2 separate regions of the Mus musculus genome follow, and region 2 is linked to region 1. Evidence: chromatin contacts called from public promoter capture Hi-C data. All regions are on one chromosome and are shown on one strand. Each heading gives the region's core, a stretch centred on a gene start, on an enhancer-like site or on the middle of the called end of the contact. The rest is flanking DNA. Distances are from core to core; before and after follow the strand shown.

Region 1 (6,735 bases), core at 2,851-5,350:
CCCAGCACTCGGGAGGCAGAGTCAGGCAGATTTCTGAGTTCGAGGCCAGCCTGGTCTACAAAGTGAGTTCCAGGACAGCCAGGGCTACACAGAGAAACCCTGTCTCGAAAAAACAACAACAAAAAAAGAGAACAAACCAACTCCACCAAAAATAAGTAAATGAAGTAATGCCACACCTCAGGAGCGGGTGAGCAGTGCACCTGTATCAGCTGGAGGCACAGGGATCTATCTGAGGGTGGAGAAAAGCCACCAAACAACAGAAGAAAATGAAAAATGTTTATTTAGCACTCTGCACTCCATGCTAGGATCTCAGACCTCCTAAATGACTCTAAAATGTGTGTAGAATAGCCTAGAAATGACACACTGAAGAATGTTGCCCTTCCATGTCCCACGCCCTGGAACTCACTCTGTAGACCAGGCTGGCCTTGAGCTCAAGAGATTCGCCTGCCCCTACCGTCCCAAGAGTTAAGATCAGAAGTGTGTGCCACCACTGCCCAGCTTAGTTCTATGGCCTTTGATAAATGAAAAGTTCATGTCTTAGCTTCTCCCCTACTCCAAGCAGGTCACAGTTATATGTAAACTGTACACGGTGTCTACAATAAAACTATGAGCACTAAAATTTATGTCACGTCCTACAACTTTTTTTTTTCGAACATTCTGAATGCTCACTTTTAGATCACAGGTCATACATACAGGTGCCAGGCTGGATCTGGTTCATAAGGTAAAAGTTTCAAACCGTCAGGAACCCAAAGCAGACAGTGAAAGACAATGCTGAAGTTTCCAAACAGCCACTGTGCTTAACTGAACATCGTTACAGCAATGGGGAAGAACCCAGGGTCTCAAGAACACCATCTGCCAACACTGCCAACTTAAAGGAATTTGGTCTGCTTGCTTCCTCGTTTCAACAGGGTTTCCCTATGTTACCCTAGCTTGCCTCTGCCTCCTGAGTGCTGGCTTACAGGGACAGGCCAAGCTTTTCTGTTCCTTTAGGATGGTTCTAGAGTCTTTCCCACACCAGGCCAAGTGCTCTACCACTAAGCTATATGCCCAGTCCTCTTTCTCATATTTTGAGACAGGGTCTTACTAAGTCTTACAGGCTGGTCTTGAATTTGTTACCCTCCAGTCTCAGCCTCAAGAGTGCCCAGTATCAATTCAATCTTTTTGTGGTGGGTTTGTGGGGCTTAACACGAAAGTAGAGGCCAGAGGCTAGCTTGAGAGTATCTTCGACCTCGATCTCACTAGTCTTATTTTTGAGACAGGGTCTCCCACTAAACCTAGAGCTCACTAGTCTGTCTAGATTGGCTGGCTAATGAGATCCAGTCAGTTACCTCCCTAGTGCTGAGATTATAGACACGTTCCTGGGGGCTGGGGACCTGACCTAAGGTCTTCATGATTTCACCGAGTGCACTTTACCAAACTGAGCCGTTTTCCTGGCCCTTCAACTTTGAAGAATCAGAGAATGCAATATGTAAGGAGGGAAAAAGGTTCAGATGCAGAACCAATTAGACATGTAATTCACCCATTTCTACTGATCAGGACTCAACCTGGGAGTTCTCTTTAGGCTGTGGCTTATCTTTCTTATTGAGTAAAGGGTCAAGAAAATGGTATAAGCTGGCCTGGAACTCTTGATCCTCTCACTTCACCTTTCTTAGTGCTGGGCTTATATTACGCCTTGTCACTTGGATGTAGCTTTTTAAAGAAATAGCATTTGTATTTTATTTTTGGTACTGCAGTAGAACCAAGGGCCGTAGCACATGCTAAGTGTGTGCTATATTACACTGGGATATATCCCTGACCCAAAATAGAGACTTCAAATACTTGTGGCAACACCTAAGGCTAACTGTCATGAATGGAAGTTCTCTAAAGGTCCATCTGTACTGAGGATCTTGTATATGTTTGGCTAACCATAACATCATGATTGAGAAATGGAATGTTGTATGACAGCCAAAATTCTCTTGAGCTATCTTTAGTGCCCTCAAGTGCTGGAGTTGAACTTGGGCCCCAGACATGGCGGCAAGTACTCTCCCACTGAAACACAGCCCAGTCCTCTTTCCTTTTTATTTTGAGACAGGTTGTCTAGGCTGGCCTTGAACTCACTCTGTAGCTCAGGCAGGCCTTGAATTTGTAGTCCTACTACCTCAGCCTCCACAGTGGATAAAATTACAGATGTACCACAAGGCCTGACTTCTTAGTCTCTCTTAAGAGCTACTTACCATCAACTCTGTATTTGACCTAGCATCCCTTTGCTAGGTAAAACTCTCAAATGTATTGTTGGGCCCAGCAAAGATCTGCCTGCTTGCTACCTGACCCCTCCAGCCAGTACTTCTGCAAATGTACTCATCTATGCATTTATTTTGTTGTATGATTTAGGACTTCTATAAGGCTGGGGATACAGCAACATAAAGAACATTTGCCTGGCAATCAGGAAGTCAGCCACTTGTTGGGTAACCCAAGACACACACTCACCACCACCGCCACCCCCATTACTCACAGGAATCTAAATCCTGTTCCAGGACCTTAGTCACTCATAATTGACACAGGATAATTTCTATCACTATCCTGGGAATAAGAACTCTTTTGGCGCCGGGCAGTGGTGGCACATGCCTTTAATCACAGCACTCGGGAAGCAGAGGCAGGCGAATTTCTGAGCTCGAGGCCAGCCTGGTCTACAGAGTGAGTTCCAGGACAGCCAGGGCTACACAGAGAAACCCTGTCAACAAACAAAAGAGCAAACAAACAAACAAAAGAGCACAAATTGCTCTTACAGAGGACCAGGATTCAGTTACCAGCACCCCATGGGCCAACTCATAACTAGCAGTGAGGGTTCAGAAGTCCTCATCTTCAGGTGCATAAGACACACACACACATAAACTGTGTGGGGGGAAACCGTACTAACAGGCAATTTAAAACAAAACATAACAAAAAATGTGAAGAATACTCAACCTCACAAAAAAAAAAAAAGGCAGACGCGATAAAACTAGGTAACACTTCATGCACACTTGGGGCTATCACATCCCAAATGACGGAAGTAGCCTAATGAATGGACGGAGACCTGCATTCTTGAAGAGCACCTACGGGAGGTGCTTTAACCTCCGGAAATCCTTACCGCTCGCCAACGAAATTACATAACACAGTAGTACCGCTTTTTTTGCCTTTGAGACAGGACTTCCCCTTGTCTCCCTAAATTGTCCTAGAATTTGCCTGCTTCGGTCACCCGAGCGCTGGGGATGCCAGGCATGGGCCACCGCAGCCATCCTTCAAACATCAAGGAAGTAACTTTCCCCGCTTAAGACCTCAGGGCCGGCAGAGAATAAAACTTTGCAGGAATCATCAGGTGAAGCCACGCCCACAATGTTTTGGACCCGAAAGTGTAAGTCCTTTTCTGCGACCACTCCCAGCCACCTCCAAAGGGTTTGCCACCAATGGGCTCGGCCCGAAAAGGCAGGGGCATGCCAAGCAAGCGGAGGAGATGAGTCCTAGCCTCCGCTCCTCCGAGCCGGGACCGACAGGGACGGACGCGTGCAGGAACCGCGCTGCACCGCAGCCCACGCCGCCCCGACGAGGCCCGGCGGCTGCTCCCGGGGCGGGCGGGTCGCGGAGGGCGCGGCTCCCACAACAGCTGTCGGGCGCCGCAGAGCCGGAGGGAGGGAGGGAGGCCGCCTCGGCTTGCCCCGAGATGCCGCGAGCGCACCGGCCGCGCGTTACAGCCGCTCCTCCGAGCGAGGAGACATGGCGGCGGACCCTTGGCCCCGCCGCGACCTCCCGGCCGCCGCGCCAGCCCTTGAGTCGCCGCCGCCCACTGCCACCTCCTGGCTGGCCCGCCTGCCCGCCCTCCTGGGACCCGGCCCGCTCCTCCCCTCGCGGCTGCTCACCGCGCTGAGGCGGATCCCGGTGGGTGGCTGCGCCGCCATCTTGAGTGAGCTACAAAGCCAGGACCGGCCTCGGCCGCAGCCCGACTGGGAGGCTACGAGTCCGCCGCGGGCTTCAACGCCCCGCCCACTTCCGGGGCGGAACCGACAACACCAGGCCACACCCACTCATTTCCGCCTCGGGCAAAGGCGAATTAGGATTCTCAGCAGAGGCTTGCCCGAGCGGGCCTGACCTGCTGCGCGCGCAGGACCCAGGCGTTGGGCGCATGCGTAGGTGAGCGGGCGGGCGCGAGCTCCTCGCCTCGCGTAGCTGGACCTTGAGATTGAAGATTGGCGCGAAGAATGATGTGTAGAAGCTAGGCAAACTCTGATGAAAATCGCACTGCAAAAGTGTAATCCATGGCCGCTGGTAATGATGTTACTGGAATCTTACAGGACAAAATGAAGAAAATAATTACTTTTTGGGTTTGCCTGAAAATCATCAGCTTTTATCCTGGTAGTGGTAGCGCACGGACACGTTAATTCAGTGTGTGTGGAGCCCGGTACTGCAGCGAGTAGCATGTAGAAATTAGTCAAGAAAGGGATGCTAAATAGTACAAGTAAAGAGAAGGTTAAAAGATTTGCAAGAGTATTTACTGCAGTCTTAACGATAGTCATATTTTTATTTATAAAAGTTCAGACGGGCAGTGGTGGCGCACGCCTTTAATTCCAGCACTTGGAAAGCAGAGGCAGGCAGATTTCTGAGTTCAAGGCCAACCTGGTCTACAAAGTGAGTTCCAGGACAGCCAGGGCTACACAGAGAAACCCTGTCTCGAAAAAAAAAAAAAAAAAAAAACAACAAAAACAAAAAAAAACTAAACAAAACGAAAAAAAGTTCAGTTCATCTTCTGCTGATAAACAATTTAGTATCCTTTATTATAGACCGCTGTCTATTAAACACTACAGTATGGGATGGATCCTCTCCTTTTCCTACACGTCAACTGTGTTTTCTCTTCATATTTTAACTGTAGGCTTGTAAAAACTTAAATACTTTTAAATTAATAAGGGGATGTAAAATTAAAACCTGTGGTATTCACTGTTTTTAAGAGTGAATAAGAGGCACAAGATAAGCAAAACTGGTGTCTAGTCTTGCAGAACAGGTGGCTGTCAAGACAGTTGAACCATGATGGCCGGTCAGTGAGCCGTGCAGTCAACCTAGAGAGTGTCAGCAGCCCAGGCTGCGCAAATTCTCCACTGAACTGCAAATAGCTTAGTCTAGAAACTCCCCTGTGGATTTGACCAGAGGTTTGTTCCCATGGGGATTCTAAATCTTGTCAAGTTGACAGGATTAACAAGCAGGTCAGCCTTGTTTTCCTGTTTCATCCGAGTCTGGTTGTCTTTGCGGGGAAAACAGTGCCTAGGGTGGGACAAATACTTGTTCATCAGGGAAGAGGATTCCCCACGGGATGCAGCTGAGGAAAGCCTGTCTCGCCACATTTTCTTGAGATCCACATAATCGCTTTGTTTTTCTTTTTGAAAGAGAGCCTCCTGTAACCCAGGCTGGTCTGCTTTGTACTTGAGGTTGACAAACTCCTGACCCTCTTGCCTCTATCTCCTAAATCCTGGGATTATAGATGTGAATCACTACCACACCTCCCTGCAGTATTTTGTTTGTTTATTGTTGTTAAACACACGTAAACTTCACCTTTTAAAGGTCAGATTAGGGGCGTTCAGTGTGTTCCCACAATGGAGGTCAATGCAGCCATCCATCTTCCACTCTCCCCTTTCGGCCCCTAATGACTACCATGCAACTCTGCATGGATTTAAGTGAAATCATGAAATATGTAGTGACACGTGGTAGGCTTTTTCTCTCCCTTGGTGAGGCAGATATAGGCCAATTTAGATCAGATTAAAAGTAAATAAAGACAGGTTGATTAGGAGGCAGCTCTTGGGTGGGTTCAGTGATCTAAGCCGCACATCCAGGGTAAAGCAAGGGGGTTTATGGGTCTTGTGCGCGGGGTGATGACGTCTGGGATTGTGCCTATACATAGTCAAAAAGACCCCGTGTGTGGGCAGCTCCCAGTCAGAGTGATGACATGTTAGTCTGGAGTTTTTTTCTTAAATCGCAGGGGGAGTTTTCTCTGTGTGGGCGGGGTCAGGGGAAGGAGGGCAGACAGGGTTTCCCAGGTTGTGCAGGGGCTGAGCAGGGGTTCCAGCCTAACAACTAGTTTATCAAATTTAGCGTAATGACTTCATATCAGGACATGTCTCAGAAATCGACTCTTTTTTTTTTTTTTAAGATTTATTTATTTGAGTACACAGTCGCTGTCTTCAGACACACATCAGATTCCATTACAGATGGTTGTGAGCCACCATGTGGCTGCTGGGGATTGAACTCAGGACGTCTGGAAGAGCAGTCAGTGCTCTTAACCTCTGAGCCATTTCTCCAGACCTGGTCTCGGCTTGTTGTTGTTTTGGGTTTTTAAAATTATCATTATTCTTTGTGAGAGTTTATTTCTTTTGTGCATGTGAGTGTTTTGCCTGAATGCGTGTCTGTGCATCACACGTGTGCAGTGTCTGAAGAGACCGGAAGAAGCTGTTAGAAGCTCTGGAAGTGGAGTTACAGTGGAGTTACAGATGATTTGCGAGCTGCCCTATGGGGGCTGGGAACCGGAACAGGTGCTCAGCGTGAACCGCCAGCGCTATTAGCCATCGGGCACCTCTCCATTCATGAATTCTGTTCGCTTTAAGAATGTGGGACTTGAAGCCGGTAGCGCACTCCTTTAGTCCCAGCACTCGGGAGGCAGAGGCAGGCGGATTTCTGAGTTTGAGGCCAACCTGGTCTACAAAGTGAGTTCCAGGTCAGCCAGGGCTACACAGAGAAACC
Region 2 (6,735 bases), core at 1,131-3,630, 540 kb before region 1:
GTGTTTTTAATTCTATCAGTTCACTTGCTGTGTGGGAGGTACATATAACATACCATGAAATCTTATCTTTACATCAGCCAAAGCAACATTAGATAACATAACTGTTCATTTCAATGAATGTTATGAGGACCAAAATCATTAAAGACCGAACCAACCAGCTGTGAGAGTTTAACCCATTTGCTGTCACATGGCTAGACAAAAGGCAGTCTTTTAAGCAAATTTAGCAGAAAGCTAAAGTCATAAATAAGATGGTCAGTAAAAAGAGGAAAAAAAAGTTTGTTAGCAAGCATGTGAGGAAATGGGTGTTCTCCATATCAGTGACCATTAAAACTGGTACAACCACTTTGAACGTTTCTATCATATCTGGTTAAGTGGAAGATGTATATATTCTACTACCCAGCAAAATTATGCTTAAGGGTATGTCCTAGAGAAACTCCAAAAGTGTGCACAGCAAACAGGTACAGAGATATTTATTGCAGGACCGTTTTAAAGAGTAAAGACTATAAACAATTCCAAAGTCCATCAAAATGAGTACAATGCAGTGCTATACCAACATTTATAATAATTCAAAGAAAGTACAATTATTCGATTTATTCATATATAAATCTCAAAACGTGATGCTGAGTGAAAAAGCAAGTTGCAAAAAGTCACAATTTTATATCACTTTGGTTAAAAACAAATACTATGTATTGTTTATATATTCACCATTACCAAATTATAAGTTATGCATGGAAATGATACACACAAACCTGAACACAGTGGCTATCTCTAGGTAAGGAGGGGCTCAAACTCTCAGCATCTCCAAAAATGTTTAAGCTTTTTTTTGTTTGTTTTTGTTTTTGTTTGTTTTGGAGAATCTGAAGTAAATTTGGCAAAAAAATAAATATATAACAAACAAAATGGCCTGATTTGGTTAGATCTACCTGTGTTTAATCTCTAAGTATTCCAGAAATTAAAAGAGAAAAAAGGAAAATTAAGCAACAATAAGAAAACCGAGCAGGAGAGAAAGACAATCCGCAGCCCTTGAGCGCAAAGCACAAACCCCTGACAAGCACAGTAGTGGCAATTGAATCCCTAGGAGAGTTTTACCGTATAACAAACCCATTTTTCTTAAAATAAAATACACATTTCTTGAAAGAACGTGTTCTAACTAGAGCTGTGGTTGTGAGAAAACTGCCCCGGAGAGAGCAGTAAAACCTGTATGATTTCAACCCTGTTCCCTTGATCCCTCGCCAGAGTCCAGAGCTTTAAAAGGCTGCTATAAACACCCTGCAATACCCAGTGTTAGCCATCGCCTGGTGAGAGGCACAAGCACAAACGGTGGAAAGAATTTGCAAACTGAAGGACGTCTGGAAACTACAAGCTTCTGAGAAAGGTACCGTGCAGTGGTACCGACACACCCTCGGCTTCATTTTGGTCCTTTGTCCCCCCACCCCCCTAGTCTGTCCCCTCCCCAATAGGAGATGGCAGCCCAGGCCTCAGTGACGTCGCCAGCACTGCGGAGCAGCAGCCCTGCGCAGGCGTAGGAAAAGGCTGCAGGTGGGGAGGTGGGGTGGGGGGCAGCTCTGCGTCCCTCCCGGGTCCTCCCAGAAACGGGGGTGGGGGTGGGGGGGAGAGGCGCGCACACACAGACCAGGGGCAGCGCGCACGCGCGTCACCGCAATTCCAACCCCGCGCACGCCACAGGGCCCCTACACAGCGCACCTTTGGGGACCCTCGAGGACGCACGCGCGCGCCTGCCACTGCAGCCTGCCGCAGCGGCGGGTGGGCGGGCGCGCGCGGGTGCTGAGGAGGGGGCGCGCACACCACAGGGAAGGCAGTGACAAAGGTGGGAGGGGAACCACCATCCTCAGAGGATGAGAAGGACGCCCACGCCGTCGTAGGGAAGGGAGAGCGTAGGAACAAAGCGGGCCAGCCGCAGACCCAGAGGCGCGTCCCCGAGCGCTCGGAACGCGGGAACGGGTACCTGACCCGGGATGTCACCCGCACGCCAGGCGACGCGCACACAAAAGACCCCCCTTCTACCGTTAAGGACGCCCGAGGGTCACTGGACAAAGGGAACACACCCACAAGGGCAAGGGCGGCCACACCCCCTCAGCGCGCGGGCGCTCGGCGAGACGCGCGGCGACGCGCACACCCACACTCACCACACACCCACGGAGGGAGGTGTGGAGCGCCCCGATGCCCGGGCATCTCGGCTGCGGCGGGACGCGCAGACGCTTCCGTGAGCCCCGCCGCGCGCAGGGTCTGCACTCACCCGGGCCCGCAGCCCGCGAGCCTCAGACGCGGGCTGCCGACGCCTCCGGCCCTCCACGTCAACCAGACCCGCAGAGCGAACGCTCCGCGGCTCCTGAGGCGGGCGGGTCACGTGGCTTAGGGTGCGCATGCGCAGTCGCCGCGTCGCCCCCTCAGCTCGGTGGGGTGGGTGGTGAGACCGTGCTAGCCCCCTCGCTGCGGTCGCGGTGCGCCTGCGCCAAGCGGCGGGGGCGCCTGCCAGCCTCTGCTTTTCCTCAGGTTTTTTTTTTTTTTTAATTTCCGCCCACGCTGCGGGGGTAGCTGAGCCGCGCCTGCGCATTGGACTGAGTGGGGCTGAAGGGTGGGGACGGGTGGGCGTCGGTGCTCGCAGGACTCAAGGTCCCGGGCCTCCTGTTTCCTCTGAGCCTCACGAAGGCTGGGACAGGGCCCATCATGAGAGGGCAGGACTCGGGGCCTCTGTCCAGCCCGGGCCCCTTCCTCGCCTCAGAGGGTCCGAGGTGCGCATTTTCCCCGCAGCGCGCGCTCCCGCCGCCCCCTCAGCTGCAGTGGCGCGCGCGCGCGAACATCCGCAGTGGCTGTGTCCGCAGCAAGCGATGAGATTATGTAACAGACCATTGGTGAAGGGGGGCGGGGGGAGATGTCTGACGACGATTGTGTTCCTTTTCCACAGATTGTCTAAAGCCACAGGGAAGATGGTGGAAAATTCACCGTCGCCATTGCCAGAAAGAGCGATTTATGGCTTTGTTCTTTTCCTAAGCTCACAATTTGGCTTCAGTAAGTACTGGAATGATGGATGGCCAAGGCCCTTAATGGTATTGAGAACCAGGAAATAATGTGTTTGTCCTTAGAACGTACACACATGAACTGTTGATTCTTTCTACCTGTGTCTCTTCACGAGTCCTAAAAGGGGTACCGTTTGTTTGCTCAGTTTATGTATGCAGTTCTAGATGAACTCTCCAATATTTATTTAGCACTAGGCTTGATGCTAATGTGAATAAAACCTGGCCCCAATCCTTGAGGTCATAGTCATGTGGAGAAGCATAGTAAACCCACAGTTCAGAGAGCATGATGAGTGCCCTGGAAGAGCCTTGGAAGGTTTAGAAATTGGGGTTAGCTACCTCCAGGCCACTCCCTGGCAGTTCTATCAGAATAAGTCAGGAAGGACCATGGATAGAGTCTCTGAGTGAAGGCCTGTGAAGGTTTGGAAGTGAGATGCTTATAGCTCCAGGATAGCATGCTGTAGCTGAAGAGTGAAGATAATGGGCCAGAGAAGTCAGGTGTAAGAATGTACCCTTAACGTCTGGGATCTGCATTAATGCCCACAATGTTCCATTTTGTAGATGAGGCCACTGAGGCTTACAAAACAAAACAAAACAAAAACAAAGAACAAAAACAAACTTAATATGACCAACTCAACAAACAGAACCAAAGTCCCTCTTCAAATAGTTTGGAAGATATGAGGCAATCAAGTGGTAGAAAATTGAATGCCCACAATCCAACCTGGTCCTTGATAGAAATCAGAATGTCTATGTGGAGGTATCCTTCCCAATTCTTAAGTGAAAAGTACTAGCTTAGCTGTAGTGTAGTGGGATGAAGAAGCTACAGTTACTGGCTCTTTCGTGGAATCATTGTTTGGCCTGAGAGCTTTGTGTTTTGCATGAAGTGAACCTGTGAAGTAGGTGCTGCCTTGCTTCCTCAGTTTAAAGATGGGAATACTGAATTTAAGTAACTTGATCAAAGCCAAATAGCAACAGGACTGGAATTAGAACAGGTATACTGGCAGACTTCACTCTACTGAAGTCCTTTGACTCTTGTATTAACTTGGGTAATTTATGCAAAGAAGCTGCTTAATAAACATTAGCTGCCCTTTATTTCTATAAATTACTATTCAAAGAGGATTTTAAGGATTGGAATCTACAAGCATGTTAGATAAACCAAAACCTAATTGAAGAATTTACTGAGCACTTACTATGTATCAGACAGTGTTAGAGGCCAGGGAAAGGTAAAATAACCAAACCTTGTCTGCCTTCATTTGAGCTTTCTGCATACTTGGAGACGACAGATAAGTAAAACATATCCAGGAAGCAAAACAGGGATAGGGTGGAGGAGATTAAGGAGCAGGAAGAGCCCTCCTCATGTGCTGTGCTGCTGTGTGCTATCTTTTAATACTACAACTTACCATGCAGAAAGGAAAAGATCTCTGTAAGCATCTTTGTTCGGCACCAGAAGCTTACAGAAAGCACAAACCATCTCTTCAGGAGTTACTGTATTCCAGTCTTGGCATACAAAGCTCTGTAACACTTCATTCTTAAGACAAAACCCACCACTGCTGATGTAGCCTGAAACCTGTCTCCACCACTTCCTTTGTACAAATGAGTCCTTTCTTGTGTATAAAAATATACATGTGCGTCTCAGGACTGTTTTGAGGATTAAACGAGTTAGTCCATGTGGAGAAGTTTAGAATCTATTGTTAAAACACGGAGACAGCAGAAAAGGAGCCTACAAGACTGGGTATTGGTAGAAAGAAGATTGTACATAGACAGTCAGAACCAGAGGTGACAAGTTCCCTTTAAGCAACTACTTCTTAAGTAATTACTTCTTCCCTATGGAGAAACAATGAGCATGTAAAATGCAGGAGCAAATTCTAGCAATAAGTTCCTAAGAAATATGTCCATAGACTTTTTTTAAATTATCATTAAATTTGCTTACAATTCAAATGATATCCCCCTTCCCCGTTACCCCTCCACAAATCCCCCATCCCATCCCTCCTCTCTCCCCTCCCCTTTGCCTCTATGAGGGTGCTCCCCCACCCACTCACCCACTCCTGCCTCACCACTCTAGCATCCCCCTATGCTGGGGCATCAAGCCTCCACAGGACCAAGGACCTTCCCTCCTAATCATGTCGGATAAGGCCAATCTCTGCAGGATACTTATCTGGACCCATGGATCCCTCCATGTAAACTCTCTGTTGGTGGTTTAGTCTCTGGGAGTGCTGGGTGGTAGCCTTAGACTTTTTAAAGTACAGTATAAAAGCTAAGACACTAAAAACGTGTTAATATGGTAATTATGGTAAGTATTCTAAGACTGGTACAAATAAGGAGCTACAGATCCTGAATTTTGAGAGAGTGAGGCAGGCCTTTGGGGAGCATCTTTATTGTATATGAACCTTACAGACTAGACCATGCCTCACTAACATGTCTTCTCTCTCCCCTTACCCTCTACCCTGCAGTACTTTATCTTGTGTGGGCTTTCGTTCCCGAATCTTGGTTAAACTCCTTAGGCTTAACTTACTGGCCTCAAAAGTAAGTTTAATATTTCTTCAATGGGGAGGTAAAACTGATATTGTTTTGCAGGGTAATACTCTTCTCTAAAACCCAAGCCTTAAATCCTTATGGCTTTTAAAATCCATGAGTATCTGTGTTGAAATTGAATGTTGCTTTTATTTTTGTACTGGGGGAGGGTAGTGGGGGTATTCACATGTGCGTGCCCACGTTGTATGTGTAGGTGAACATATTTGCACGTGCATGTAGTGCCTCAAAGTTGATGTCAGGAGTCTTTCTTGAGGGTGACATTGAGCCCAGAGCTCTATAGTACAGCTAGTCTGACTAGCCGACTTGTTCCAGAATTCCCTGTGTCTGCCTCTGAGTACCAAACTTACAGCTGGCCTGCCACATAAGCTCAGCACATAACTGGGTCTGAGAATCCAGACCCAGGTCCACACACTTGAGTGGCAAGTGCTTTAACTAGTGAGCCACACCCCAACAGCCATACCCTAAAGGTTATTAATATATCACTAATTAAAGGTGGTGGGGCAAACATTTATCTCCGTTTCCTCCTAAAATCATGCTAAAATTATACTGTTGCCGGAAAATCTTTTAAAGGTATAAGCATACAAAATGGGATAGTAGGTAAGATATTAACAAAATTTTAGGACATGCTTCAAGATAGAAGAGTCTGGTTTTTCCATGTGGTAGACGAGGGAACCCAACAAGAACATTTGTGCCCTGGAATTCCAAAAAGGACCCAGACCTCAGGAGCAGCAGTGTCTCTTGGTAATGGTAATTCTGCATTGGATAGGAATTTTGTTTAAAATGCGTTAGACCTGCTGACTCCCCTTCCATATCTTAAACCTGGAGATTTATCCTGCCCGCCCCTTCAAAAAAATAGTTCCATCCTGTGGAAAGTGCTGGGCAGAGTCTAGTCTGGAAGTTACAAGGGTTAACTGTAGAAATGAAGCACAGGGGACAATTAACAAGCATCTGCTTGGCCGAATAAGGCTTCCTCCCCAGCACCTTCCCTTACCAGGCTTTATCCTCTCCCAGAGAAAGGTGGGAGGCACCTTTCTGAGGAAGCTGACCAGGGTAAAAGGCAGCATCTATAATCTAACCTTTCTGCCATCTCTGCCCATGTACATCACATACCTTACTTCCTATCAACTTATCACTTGGATCTTAAATATAATACGCCATCATAAACACC

The links. Capture Hi-C pulls out chosen DNA fragments and counts their contacts.
Region 2: a promoter capture Hi-C map of liver shows a contact between it and region 1. The contact joins the promoter of Ttc3 here to the promoter of Morc3 in region 1. A contact is called at or near these places in 4 of 39 promoter capture datasets (the 3T3-L1 cell line, cranial neural crest, maxillary cranial neural crest and 1 more), 2 of 484 Hi-C or Micro-C datasets (both in embryonic stem cells), 3 of 115 datasets of contacts at active chromatin or transcription factors (epiblast stem cells, extraembryonic endoderm stem cells and microglia) and 2 of 9 other capture datasets (adipose tissue and liver).

The regions. Positions count from the first base shown.
Region 1 is chr16:93,829,486-93,836,220 of GRCm38.p6, reverse strand. Morc3 (microrchidia 3) reads right to left here and starts at 4,100. Exons shown (of 17, transcript NM_001045529.3): 1 at 3,873-4,100. The coding sequence starts at 3,911. It overlaps Gm30881 (a long non-coding RNA gene), which reads left to right and starts at 3,129. Exons shown (of 3, transcript XR_876266.3): 1 at 3,129-3,370.
Region 2 is chr16:94,366,384-94,373,118 of GRCm38.p6, reverse strand. It overlaps Ttc3 (tetratricopeptide repeat domain 3), which reads right to left and starts at 2,380. Exons shown (of 46, transcript NM_009441.2): 1 at 2,258-2,380. Pigp (phosphatidylinositol glycan anchor biosynthesis, class P) reads left to right here and starts at 2,569. Exons shown (of 5, transcript NM_001159618.1): 1 at 2,569-2,753; 2 at 2,927-3,030; 3 at 5,486-5,558. The coding sequence starts at 2,689.